2 separate regions of the Zea mays genome follow, and region 2 is linked to region 1. A link is a contact called in public Hi-C data. All regions are on one chromosome and are shown on one strand. Each heading gives the region's core, a stretch centred on a gene start, on an enhancer-like site or on the middle of the called end of the contact. The rest is flanking DNA. Distances are from core to core; before and after follow the strand shown. Region 1 holds the start of LOC100502215 (DUF1336 domain containing protein expressed). Region 2 holds the start of LOC100278355.

What was found. Hi-C and Micro-C count contacts between places; a contact is called where the count stands out from the background.
Region 2: a Hi-C map of tassel shows a contact between it and region 1, with 2.3 times the contacts expected there. The contact joins the promoter of LOC100278355 here to the promoter of LOC100502215 in region 1. A contact is called at or near these places in 9 of 25 Hi-C or Micro-C datasets (bundle sheath, ear, endosperm and 3 more).

The regions. Positions count from the first base shown.
Region 1 is chr1:75,821,479-75,827,378 of Zm-B73-REFERENCE-NAM-5.0, forward strand. LOC100502215 (DUF1336 domain containing protein expressed) reads right to left here and starts at 3,045. Exons shown (of 9, transcript NM_001346931.1): 1 at 2,884-3,045; 2 at 1,327-1,695; 3 at 1,128-1,211; 4 at 459-1,032; 5 at 169-331; 6 at 1-94. The coding sequence starts at 1,594. LOC100194113 reads right to left here. Exons shown (of 3, transcript NM_001139166.1): 3 at 4,536-4,867. The coding sequence ends at 4,788.
Region 2 is chr1:76,057,431-76,063,367 of Zm-B73-REFERENCE-NAM-5.0, forward strand. LOC100278355 reads left to right here and starts at 2,873. Exons shown (of 18, transcript NM_001176187.2): 1 at 2,873-3,042; 2 at 3,168-3,272; 3 at 4,206-4,285; 4 at 4,390-4,474; 5 at 4,585-4,671. The coding sequence starts at 2,986.

The DNA.
Region 1 (5,900 bases), core at 1,795-4,294:
TGTCGTAGCATTCGGACACCCTGAAGTACAGGACCAGGCTCAAGCCTTCCCCGTCGCTGTCGCCGAGGAACATAGCAGCGGGGTAGGTAGGCATCTGCGATTGAAAAGCTTGTCACATGAGAAAAATAAAAAGAAAGTAGCCAGCTATGGTCTTCTTGGGCAATATACCTGGATGTTCACGATGAGGAGCGACGGGATCTTGGGGTGCGTCTTGATCTGCGGAAGGTCCAGGTGCTGGGCGATGTGATGGACCTTCTTGGGGCAGGCAAACAGGTCAACGCCTATCGGATAGTAGGCAGCGTAGTTTGGAGCCGCGCATTTCTTCTTGTCTCTGGGAGAGAAAAACAAAAACAAAAACGAGACCAGAGGTTCGGTTCGTACAGCTCATGCATGCTTTACCAGAAGAAGAAAAAAAAACAAATATACTTGTGAATATATATATTTTTTCTTGGCGGTACTTTAGGAAGGTGTCGCTCCTGAGCTTGAAGAGGGACGGGTCCATCCGCGACCAGCATCCCGTCGCCGGCCTCTCTCCTCCGCACGGGACTGTCTGCCCTACCTTCGGACGAACAACGTACTTCTTAGATCTACCGCATTCGCCGCCTCCGCCGCCGCCGCCGTCCTCGTAGTCGTCCCCGCCGCACGACGACGTCGTCTTGTACGAGAGGCGAATGACGGTGGACTTCTTCTTCGCGGGGCTGCCGCCCGTCAGCTGCTGCACCCTCTCGTTGAAGCTGATGGACTGCAGCAGCTTGCGCAGGCGGGACGGCGTGGAGGTCTCCTTGCCGCCACCGCCGTCGCCGTCGTCGTCGTCGTCGTCTGCGGCGTCGCTCTTGTCCTTGATGAGGACCGCCTTGAGGCCGAAGGAGGACGGCATGCTCTGCTGGCTCCGACGTCCGTCGCCTTTCAGCGCAAGGATGTCGGGTAAAGGCACGCCGCGGCATATGTCTCCGATGCGAGAGAGCGCGTCGGCGAAGCTGGACACGCTCGCGTATTGCTGCTTCTCCGCCTGCTCTTCGTCTTCGTCGCTGTCTGCAGGAGGGGGAGGGGTAGCACAGTCACAGTGTGGCCATTCCTGGTTCATACTAGGCATTAGATGTTTCTAGCTCTAGCACTACTCTTGTTACCTCCATCGACGCTCTTGAATTCGTCGTCAGAATCATCTTCGAGGATGCTGACAGAATCGAACCAGGCGTCTTCGTTGCTGCACCCTACAACGGTATGAGGAACTCTGGTTGATCTGTCGCCTTCTCGCTCATCAGCTTAAATTAAACTCTCTCTCTCTCTCTCTCTCTCTCTCTCTCTCTCTCTCTCTCTCTCTCTTACCTTTAGAGTCCCTCTGGCTGTGGTGCCATTCCATCTGCGTGAGGTGGAACGTCTTGGAGTGCTCCGACTTGCCCCGGTTGGCCGTCTCCACGTGCACGATCTCGCTCATGGAGAAGCCGGTCATGCGGCCTCTGCTGGCATCGCCCAGCTGCTGCGACTGGGGCGCCTCCGGCATGATGGACCGGCGGCTGTGGACTCGCCGCCCCCTGGTGTAGTACCTCGCCGGCCTCCTGTGATCAAGCGCGGACTTGGAGGTACAGGAACCCATGGCGGACACCTGTGTGCGGCTGCTGTTTCTGCTACTTTTTCAGCGATTCACCTCCAGATCGCCCTAACACGGTGTGGAGTTACAAATGAAAACCTAACGACCTGCAATCACAATAAGCAGACACAAGTGAGGGCGATGTATGTACCAAGAAATCTGGATAAGCTGCACAATGGATTGGAGACTTACCAGGTTGAATCCAAGAAAGAAAAAAAAAGCAGACCTACAGAGGAGGAGAGGCAGTGGCGTTGGACGGACGGAAGAACATGCAGATTGTTCTGCTATATATAGTGTTCATTATAGGCTCGTGATTGGGGGCCGGGTGTGCTAGTTTATGGAGTGTATGTGCTCGTCGTCGGACGTCGGTAGGCTGGCATTGTGCATTGCAGTTTGCAGGAACTGTTCTAAATCACACCAAATGTTCCTGGAGAGATAATTAGGCCGCTCTGAACTTCAGGGAAGGTTCTTGTTCATTATATGCATAACGAAGAAAGATCTTGCTGATATGGTTAAGCAGGTTGTCTTGTGCTGTCGGTAGAGGGGGGATATTGTGCAATGAGTGGATACCGTGTTTAATCTGCAGGTGTATCTGCAAATTTTTTTATGGAAAGATTTAGGGTAAAAAAAAGGAGATATTCGAGAATCATCAATCTGACAGCCAGCAATGAGCTGGAAAGAATCGATATGTTAACAGATGAATTATAGGTTTGCCAAATCAATTAGGAAATACTACCTCCATCCTTTTTTTTATATAATGACATGAACACTAGTAGTCCTCTGTAGAAACGAGTACGAAACAGAGTGGTTGTTAGACCTGTTGCTGCCGATCTGCGAACGTGTGCTTGCTCTTAACGTCCACAGATCTTCGTCTGATTATTATGGTTACGTGCACATGCGGCGCATATGATGTTTTTGTCTCTAATTAGGGGTATGTTTGGGAGGACTCCCGGCCGCTCTGGCTCTTGAGGAGCCGGAGCAAAAAAAAATGTTTTTAGTGGCTTCTCCTGTCACTTCCTTTATCTTATGTCAAGATGAGCAGTTTTGTCTGATGATTTATTAAAAAAAAATATAGCTTATAGATGAGCTGTTCTTAAAGAGAAACCAGAGTCTGAGTCATTTTTAGAGGATCTGGAAAAAAAAATAGCCATTGTCTCTATCTACCCCCTCCATGCAGCAGAATCAAATGTAATTTTGTAAACACCACCAACAAACAAGCCGATCGATGCAGCGAACGAAAGAATCAGGGGAGGGGGACAAAAAAGGCGAAGCAAATGGAGAGACGGGATCACAACCTCTGAACGCTGGGAGCAACGGCGACGTGCGTGCGCGCGTGCATCTGCCGCGCCATTATTGACGAGGGGCAATGCAATGGCCACGCCTCTCCCTTCCGCACGGCCGGCCGTCGTTGAGGCGGTCCGGGGTGGGGGAGGACGTACGCTAGCGGGAGGAGAAGCGCGCACGGACCGAATAATCGGAGCGGCCGGCCAGTCAGATAACGGGGGCCATGCATGCATATGCCCACCGCCACCGCCGCTTGTGCTAGAATTATTAGCAACGCCTATGTATAGTAATAGTATAGCACTCTTCTCCCACCTTGCATTATTATTGGGAACGAGGAAGGTGTACGTGTGTGTGTGCGCCCTCCAAATTTCTTCATCACCTTGTTTAGTCCCTCCCTCGGTGCATGCATGTATACAAGCAAGTTGGAAACATGCTCTGTTTGAGGAGAATATTTAAACAAATTTTTTCTTTTTGAAAAAGTTTGGGACGCTGCACTAAAACCTTGTTTAAAAAAACAAAGACAATAAGCAGAATCTTATGCTTTTCATCAGCTTCTCATATAGACTGTTTTTTTTTCCAACAACCAGAAGCTGTGTCAAATAGGGTCTAACTACGGGGTCAAATTTGTTGTGCAATCAAGTTTAGACTATCTGCACGGGCCGTTAGCACAGAGATAGCCTTACCATGCGTTCATCGTGTAGTCAAACTACCAAATATCATTGTGTTGGAACTCGCAAACTCAGTCTGGCAAGCTCAAAAGCTCAAACGATGGGAGAGTGACAACTGGTTTCATGCTAGTATATGTGGTTTACTTTCGCAACCGTGTTTTTTCTCCGTCCCTCGCAATGATACAGTGCAGGGGTATTTATAAGTAACCGAGAGACTGTCCGGCCTTGTCAAAGACAATTAGACCCTCAGTTACCTAGTTTATCCTCGGAATATTCTCTTTGAGGGATTATGACGGGTCATTACAATGTATTTAATTACAGACGTGGGCCAACCCTTTACTAACCCTGTCGGCACGGTGGCCTAAAGGCAGGACCCTGCAGTATGGGCCGGACTATACACGGATCCCCTTTTACAATGAGGAAGATCACAACATATGGTCGTCTTCGAAGTCTTGATGTCCGAGCTCCGAAGTCTTTAATGGTCTTCACTCCGGTTCGCCACGACAAAAATAGTGCTGGAGCCTTCGCGTGGGCGTCGACCTTGGGCACTTTGCTTGTGCGGCTCGACCTTCGGTCTTTAACATGCTGGTGTGGGATGTTCGTTCGAGGAGGGCGTGTTCACCTTCGTCCCAACACATAAATTTTTTTTATTGTGCTCTATTATACACTCTACTAAAATATCAAATTTTAAGTTCTAATCGAGTTACTGGCCTACCCGGAGGACTTCATGCCTGACGAATCCATACATAACGAATACATTCTGAGCACATATTGCATTTGAATTCTAGACTACGTGATCCGTTACTGGCCCTTCTCTTCAATCCAGTATTGCACACAACAATCTAAGCATGACAGAAGTATGCACACCACCCCCCTTAAAAAAGGGCTTGGACTTGGTTCTGGTGCAGCCACATTATATACATACTCCAAAGCCCCAAATGGAGTACATAGTCTATCTTCATCAACAGATACCATCACACAAACACATACTGGTGGCACTAATTTCTGTTATATTTGACAAGGAAATACCAAGAAATTGCAAAATCAACCTTTGCTCTTACACAATATCACAAGGAATTATTCTTTTACTGACCGACGAAGCAATAACATCCTATAAACACAACAATCATTTGAGCCACTACATATGCATGCTTAACTCTTTTATCACTAAAATTGGTTCCCAAGGAAAGTTTGAAGTTGTTTGCTTGTTCATTATCCTTACTGCATCAGCAGCGCAAACTGAAAGGCTAATAATCTGGTATGGATGCAAAAGTGTACCCTGGTGCTCCCCGCCATGAATAGTAAGCAACTCGAGTCTCGTAGAAACCTGCAAGTATGTAAAAAAAAGAGGGTAAAGCTTTCGCTTTCCACAACATAGCACATAACTCCTTGTGATGCAAAAGTGTGAACAGCAGACCAGCATTGTTTTAAGCGACCAAGAAACCAATTGATCAAATAACAATGATGCATAGGCCTTATTTTTATATGAAATTTTCCAGCCTTATCAGTGGCAATAAAATTCACTCTGAAGGCATGAGATCATGATTTATGATGCAGGTGCTGGGCGTCAGGATCGCCACAACCTCGGGATGCATCCGCCCTATATGATTAGGTGTTGCCTAGGCATGAAATGGCGTCAGGAAGACGCCTATAGAACTGCAGCGGACGCCAGACATGAATCTGCATGGGGACAGGAGTCAATCAGTATGCACCGAATTGACCGCAAGTAAGAAAACTGGGCAGGAATCGACCATGCCAAGGGAAAACTGAAGGACTGACCACATATGTGCTCTTTTGAACAGGAAATCGACCGCTTGGAGCTCACGCAACTTCAAGGAGAGAGGAGGAGGGAAAACGAGAAGGTGGAGGGCAGAACTGGAGCTCTTGGTGGCAGGCAGCAAAGGCAGCAGCCCTGATTCGCCGCTTGGGCGCTCCTCTATTGAAGTACACCTCCTCAAGTCCATTTCACTGCCGGTCATCCACACCTGTGACCCGCTACCGTCAGCCACCCGCACTGCAGTTGTCCTCGTGCTTCAAATCGCCGTCGCCATCCACAAGTACATACGATACGCACCTGCCTCCTTTTGTGATATACACACCTGTCCATTCGCTTCAGGTCTATCTGCACCTATACGCCCCTGCCTCCTTTCGTGTTTTGGCTCACATGAATCTCTCAGCTGCCTGCCGCTTTTCATATTTGTTTGCTCAGCCTTTGCTCATGGATGGACGGGTACATGTACTCTGCTCTCAATACTGTGTGCTGCTTTTACATTTTAATGTTGGACTGTCACGTACTCACGTATGGAGTAGACTAATGCCTGATTGTGCTTGGGTTATTATTTTCTTTGACAATTACATAG
Region 2 (5,937 bases), core at 1,623-4,122, 240 kb after region 1:
TATTATAGAAGAAATTACAAGTCATGACATACTTTTTAAGGCTGTACTAAATTAAATTATGTCTTTTATTTTGAGACGGAGGGAGTAATACATCTTAGAGCGAGAACTTTGAGTTGTTCGGAATGTGACTTTAGGATTGAGCTATCTTTAGATTAGAAACATGGTCATTTATTAAATTTAGGACATATTTGAATACATATAGCTAGGTATTAGTTATGGCTACAAAGCTATGTTGACTAGCTAGTTAGCTAAAAACTACTTCAAAATTGATAAAACATATATTAGCTCTCCGGTTTTATATATTAAAATTAAAATTTAATTAGCTATTAATTGCCCCCCTATAAATAACTTGTGAACGTTAAACATGAGATATTAATGAAAGGGGAGCATGTTAGTTGTACATGAGCATTTGGTATACATGATGCATGTATTGAACCATAACCATCCATTCAGATCTAACGTCTTTTCCCATCCGGCCGTTCCTTTCCTCGCACATATAAGTGTGCATATGGTTGATGACTTTCTTTGCAAATATATATGGCAGAAAAGGGAGGTACGAGAGCACGTCAAATCTGAAATGGACGACTATAATTGGATATAGGTATCATGTATATAAAGATTAATATACACCTATATTCTATTGATAAAAGAAAGTGAGATGTGGTTAGAGGTGGTAATGAACTATAAATTTGATACTATAAAAATTAAGGAAATGATTGATTAAGATTGAACTCTATTTTATTTATTTTTAACCTAAAATTAAAACATCTAAATCATTATCTATTGCGTGCGACGGTATCTTACATTTAAGGTAGACCTTACTCAAATAGAATTAATGTTATCTGACTACGTGGGCACAACACTGGTGTACGAGCAACATGTCCAAATAAACCAGTCCTGATGAATGGCTTGTGGCCCGACAAGGTTTTTGTCGGCTCGACGACATAACTTGGCCCTTTTTTATTATTTCGTTGTTTTTTCTATAAAATCTCCATAGTATACTTGAATGTAGAGTATAAAACATAAAAACATATGTTCTAGTGGCTATGTGGATGTGAACGTGGGTTTAGAGCCAACAATTGTGCATAATTTTTCTTATTTTTACCATTTAAACCCCACATCCATATGAAAAAGCTGTAGATGTGTCCAAGAATTTATCCATATTGCCGGTACATGGCTACGGTGGTTTCTATATATCATGTGTGATTTTTCTAAATTATCTAATTATTAGTTCATATATTAATGATATCGATCTCTCTTAATTTTAATGCAATTATACAAGTGTAGCTGTGGTAGAGGGCGTTGGTTCGATCTCTACTCTCACTTAATATTTTTGTTGCATGCCTTGAATTTTGATGTAGACGCAAACACGCGTTGGGAGGCCTGAGATGCTCGTGCGGGAGCGCATTGACGCACGAAGAAACCGACAAAACTCATGTACTATATAATAGTAAAGATAATATTTTCTGTTAAAGGAGTAGCGGTCGTAGAATAGGCGACTAGCTAGGGCTTTTACACCGCGCGTGGGCAGGGACGGGCACGATATCGGGGAGAGGGCATGCGCGGTTGGATGGAGTGAGGCGATAGAACGGACGGATGCAGATGTGTGGACCACAGAACGATAGATTCATTCCAAAAGATGTAAGGGACTTTTTTTTAAAATGACACAGAACTACCGTTGAAACTGATGCTTTAATATAGTAGAGAAGAGATAAAGATTTGATGTAGACGCAAACAAGCGCGAGGAGGCCTAGGATGTTCGCGCGGGAGCACATTGATGCACGAAAAAATCGACGAAACTCCTGTATTATATAATAGTAAAGATAAATATTTTCTGTTAAAGGAGCAGCGGTCGCAGAACGAGCCGCTAGCTAGGGCAGTTACACCTAGGGCTGGACGAAAAACTCGTAGCTCGTTAACTCGCTCGACTCGACTCAATAGTGGCTCGACTCGACTCGACTCGTTTATAATTTGTAACGAGTTGAGCTTGTATTTTAACTCGTTACGATAACGAGCCAGCTCGAGCTAGCTCGCGAGCTGACTCGCGAGCCAAACGAGTTGGAGTAATTAGTCAAATTACAATAATCTCGGATCCAAAATAGTTAATCTTGTATTCTACTATAGTTAATCTTGTTCTTTGTTGAGTGTGAAATCTTAAGTTGCAAACTCTATTCTTTTTTTCTAAATAGATCTCCTTCTTTTCTTTTGCTACATGTTTTTATATCCGTTCGTAGACACTAGACATGGTATTATCGAGCTGGCTCGCGAGCTAAACGAGCCAGCTCGAGTTGGCAAACGAGTCGAGCCGAGTTGGATCTTCAGCTCGTTAACATAACGAGTCGAGCCGAGCCAACTCGTTATCTTAACGAGCCAACTCGAGTCGAGTCGAGCCGAGTCGAGCCAGCTCGATATCCACCCCTAGTTACACCACGCGTGGCTAGGGGCGGGCACGATATCGGGGTATATGGCATGCACGGTTGGATGGCGTGTGTTGATAGAACAGATGATGCAAATGTGTGGACGGCAGAACGACATGCTCATTTCAAAAGATGTAAGAGACTTTTTTTTAAAAATGATGCATAATCTGATGTTTTAATATAATAGAGATAAATACAGAGATAAAGAAGAGATATAGATAGAAAATAGATAACTTTTGAACGTCCGGTCGTTGAGAGGAAAAAGAGGGAATGCATCGAAGTTCGGTGAAATCACATCCACCTGACCTCATCCTAGACTAGACTAGTCGTCGACTCGTCGTCTCGGAATAGGGTAGGCGAGGCGACCCGAATCCGCGTGGGGACACGTTTGCGCGGCTGCAGCCGCGCAATAACTACTGGGCACCGGCGCACGAACGCCGCGTGCTCCCCGACCACCAGCTCCAATTCCCTCCCTCCAAAGCCCCCCCCCCCAATCCCTTCACACTGTTCTGCCCAACACCCAATTGAAGCCGTCCCAATCCCAACCCTACTCCCTTGCCTCCCCCTAATGACATCGCCTGGCGGCGTCTTCTCCGCCGCGCTCGTCGCCGAGGACTTCCCTTGGGTGCGTGGCTTGTGCTGGTCCAGCCCGATTCGTCCATTTATTTGTTGAGCCAGGAGAGGTATTGGCTTGACCGAATTCGCTGCTGCTGCTTCTGCTGAACTGCTATGGTGGTGGTTGCTGCGCAGGTGGACATGGAGGAGGAGATGGGGATGGCCCCGGACATGTACCGCGAGGTGTTCGACCTCGCGCAGCGCGGGACACGAGCCTTTCGCGACCGCCTCTTCGACGAGGTGATCGCTGAGCTCTCGCTCTTTCCCGAACTCTTTTTTGTGTTTGCGTGCAGTCGAGTTGCCAGTGTCTCAGTGTACCCGGGCCGGAAGTTCGTATATACCTCATGATCGCTATCTTTAATTGTTTATATGCTTCCAGTGTTGGGGGAAATGGGAATTGGCTTTGGAGTTGGACGGGGAGTCTGTGAGTCTAGTGTACCCTGGGTGACCTGAAATTCGGCTCGTCTTTTGCTTTTTGACTCCTTGAGATGGGGTGGAGTCCAATGTAATGTAAACAAACTAAGCTGAAGTGGCACAATGATGTTCAATTCATTCTTTGTCAATGCAAATTAATTTTCTGAAGAGCTTCTCCCGCATATGCAACGAACGCCTGGTACCAGCAATTGCAGCTTGCTGAAAGGAGAAAACTATACAAGTCATCAACTAGAGTCATTGCTTTCCCTGGTTCTGTCTCTCACAGTAGTAAAATATGCTTGACAGAGTTGCCGTATGCAGATAATTTGGAATATCGAGGATCTTTCACATACAGTTAGTGTGGCGTTAGGAGTCATCCCCTTCCCTCAGGAAAAAAAGACTGCCCTAACTATTTATGGTCCTAGAAGAGGAAAGCCCTAGATACCTGTGGGTAGCATACAAGGTTTTATGGTCCTAGTGATTCCTGAATCTCACCTAAAGGAAAGCCCAAACTAATTAAAACGATCTCTCGGCAATGGTGGAATGCTCCTGTTTGGGCCCACTTATGCAGGAAGCATCTCCTATTAATTACATATATATATATATATATATATATATATATATATATATATTGACAGTAATTTTATCATTTTGTGTTTTCTTTTAATTATCTGCTGTTAGTTGTTCAGTGTTCTTCACGTGCACAAATATATTTTGCTGGCCTTAGTGCGAATGCTACTTATCATGATCCTGTTTCAGGCAATATCCTGTTACACTAAAGCTCAAAATTTGAGACCAGATCCAATTATCCTTGGCAATCGAAGTTTGACTTTCTGCCGGTGAGTTTCCTGGCAATGTTTTTTTGCATAACTTAGCTGTACGGATCTCTTCAATACTTATGTTTGCTTTGGATTCACAACATGGTGTGTTACCATTATGACAGGTTAAGTCAACTGTTGAGGGAGAGATCAGCAGCTGACTCTGAATATCAGCCCTTGAATGGCCTTGATCCTACAACTCATGCAGAGGTATAGTCCTTTACACAGTTGTTGGATTCCAATGTTAATTAAGTGAACTCGCAGCACATGAGGCTTCCTTTCCTTATAAGAAAAAACTTTGTTTTGATTCGTTATTACAGTTAGCTCTGAAGGATGCAGAGAAGATATTATCTATCAACAGTAATTCTCCTAGACCATATATTCTCAAGGCATATGCGCTATTTCTGGTAACAGTTTGTAACTTATGCACACTAGGAGATTCTAGATCCAATCTTTATTTTTTAGTGTGAATACTTATTAAGTGTTTTTTCCTGAATAATATTGTTAGAACTGTATTAGGGTTCGGGTACATTACTCTCTTGCCCCTCTGTAATGGGCCAGTCCCAACTCCATATGGCTATTAATATATAGCCCCACCCTATCCTAGGGTTAGAGTTTCACCTTCAAACTTGGTACCAGAGCGAGATTTCTCTCTCCTCTTCCTCCTACCCCAGTGCCGCCGGGCTCGCACCCTCCCTGCTCGGCCGCCCCCCTCTCTGCCCAGGTCCGCCGGCCACCTGGTGCAGTGGTGCAAGTTGTCTGATTGAGTCACTAGGTTGTGGGTTCGAAACAGTCTCTTCGCATTTCAGGGAAGACTTGCCTCGGTTTATCCCTTTCCCGAATCCCACTCATGTGGGAGCCTTCGGTACTGGGTCTGCCCTATTTCTCATTGTATTTTTCATGATCTGAGTGTTCACTTGATCTAGAAATCTCAGGCGGTATATGTCAATATGCAAAATTTGGAATTACATGTTGCAAATTGTCAAGTTCGAGATTACACTGGATGATCATCCAAAAGAAATTTAGGTTCTCTAATCAAAAGAAAATATTAAAAATAATTCATGGATATAGTAATGTATGTCATATACCAAATTTCATTGCACAATTTACTAATAGGGGCAAGCCCTCCTGTTTCTTAAAAAAGCAAAAATGTCCATTCATATAATATAATTTTGCTTTATCTTCTTTCTTTCTTTTTGGTTATGCTCTGTTGTTACACTGTTACACCATCAAGAAACACTAACAAGTTTCTCTTTTTATTATAATAATACCTTCGTTCACAAATATATGACTGTTATGATCGCTAGATCGGTGAGGGATTGGAGAGGGGTATCGATGGGCAGGAACGTCGGCCAGGGGCCTCTGCCCATGGCCGAGCAAGAGGAGGGTTTCTCCCTTCTAATTCTTGCTTATTTTATTTCTCATCTATTGATTACATAAATAGGCCAGCTGATCGCCCCTATCTAGCTAGAGATTCTTATCTTCTTAAAACTCTCATAAAAACTCTCAACAAACTACTAACTGATAACCTTCCTAGATAATCTCAACTAATCTCCTAAATAATCTCAACTAATCTTCTAATCTTATCTCTAACTATCCTTATCTAATCCCCCTTGGAGGGCCCATGGTTGCTGCTGCCGCAGCCCCTCCGTGGGCCTCCTTAGGCCCTGACA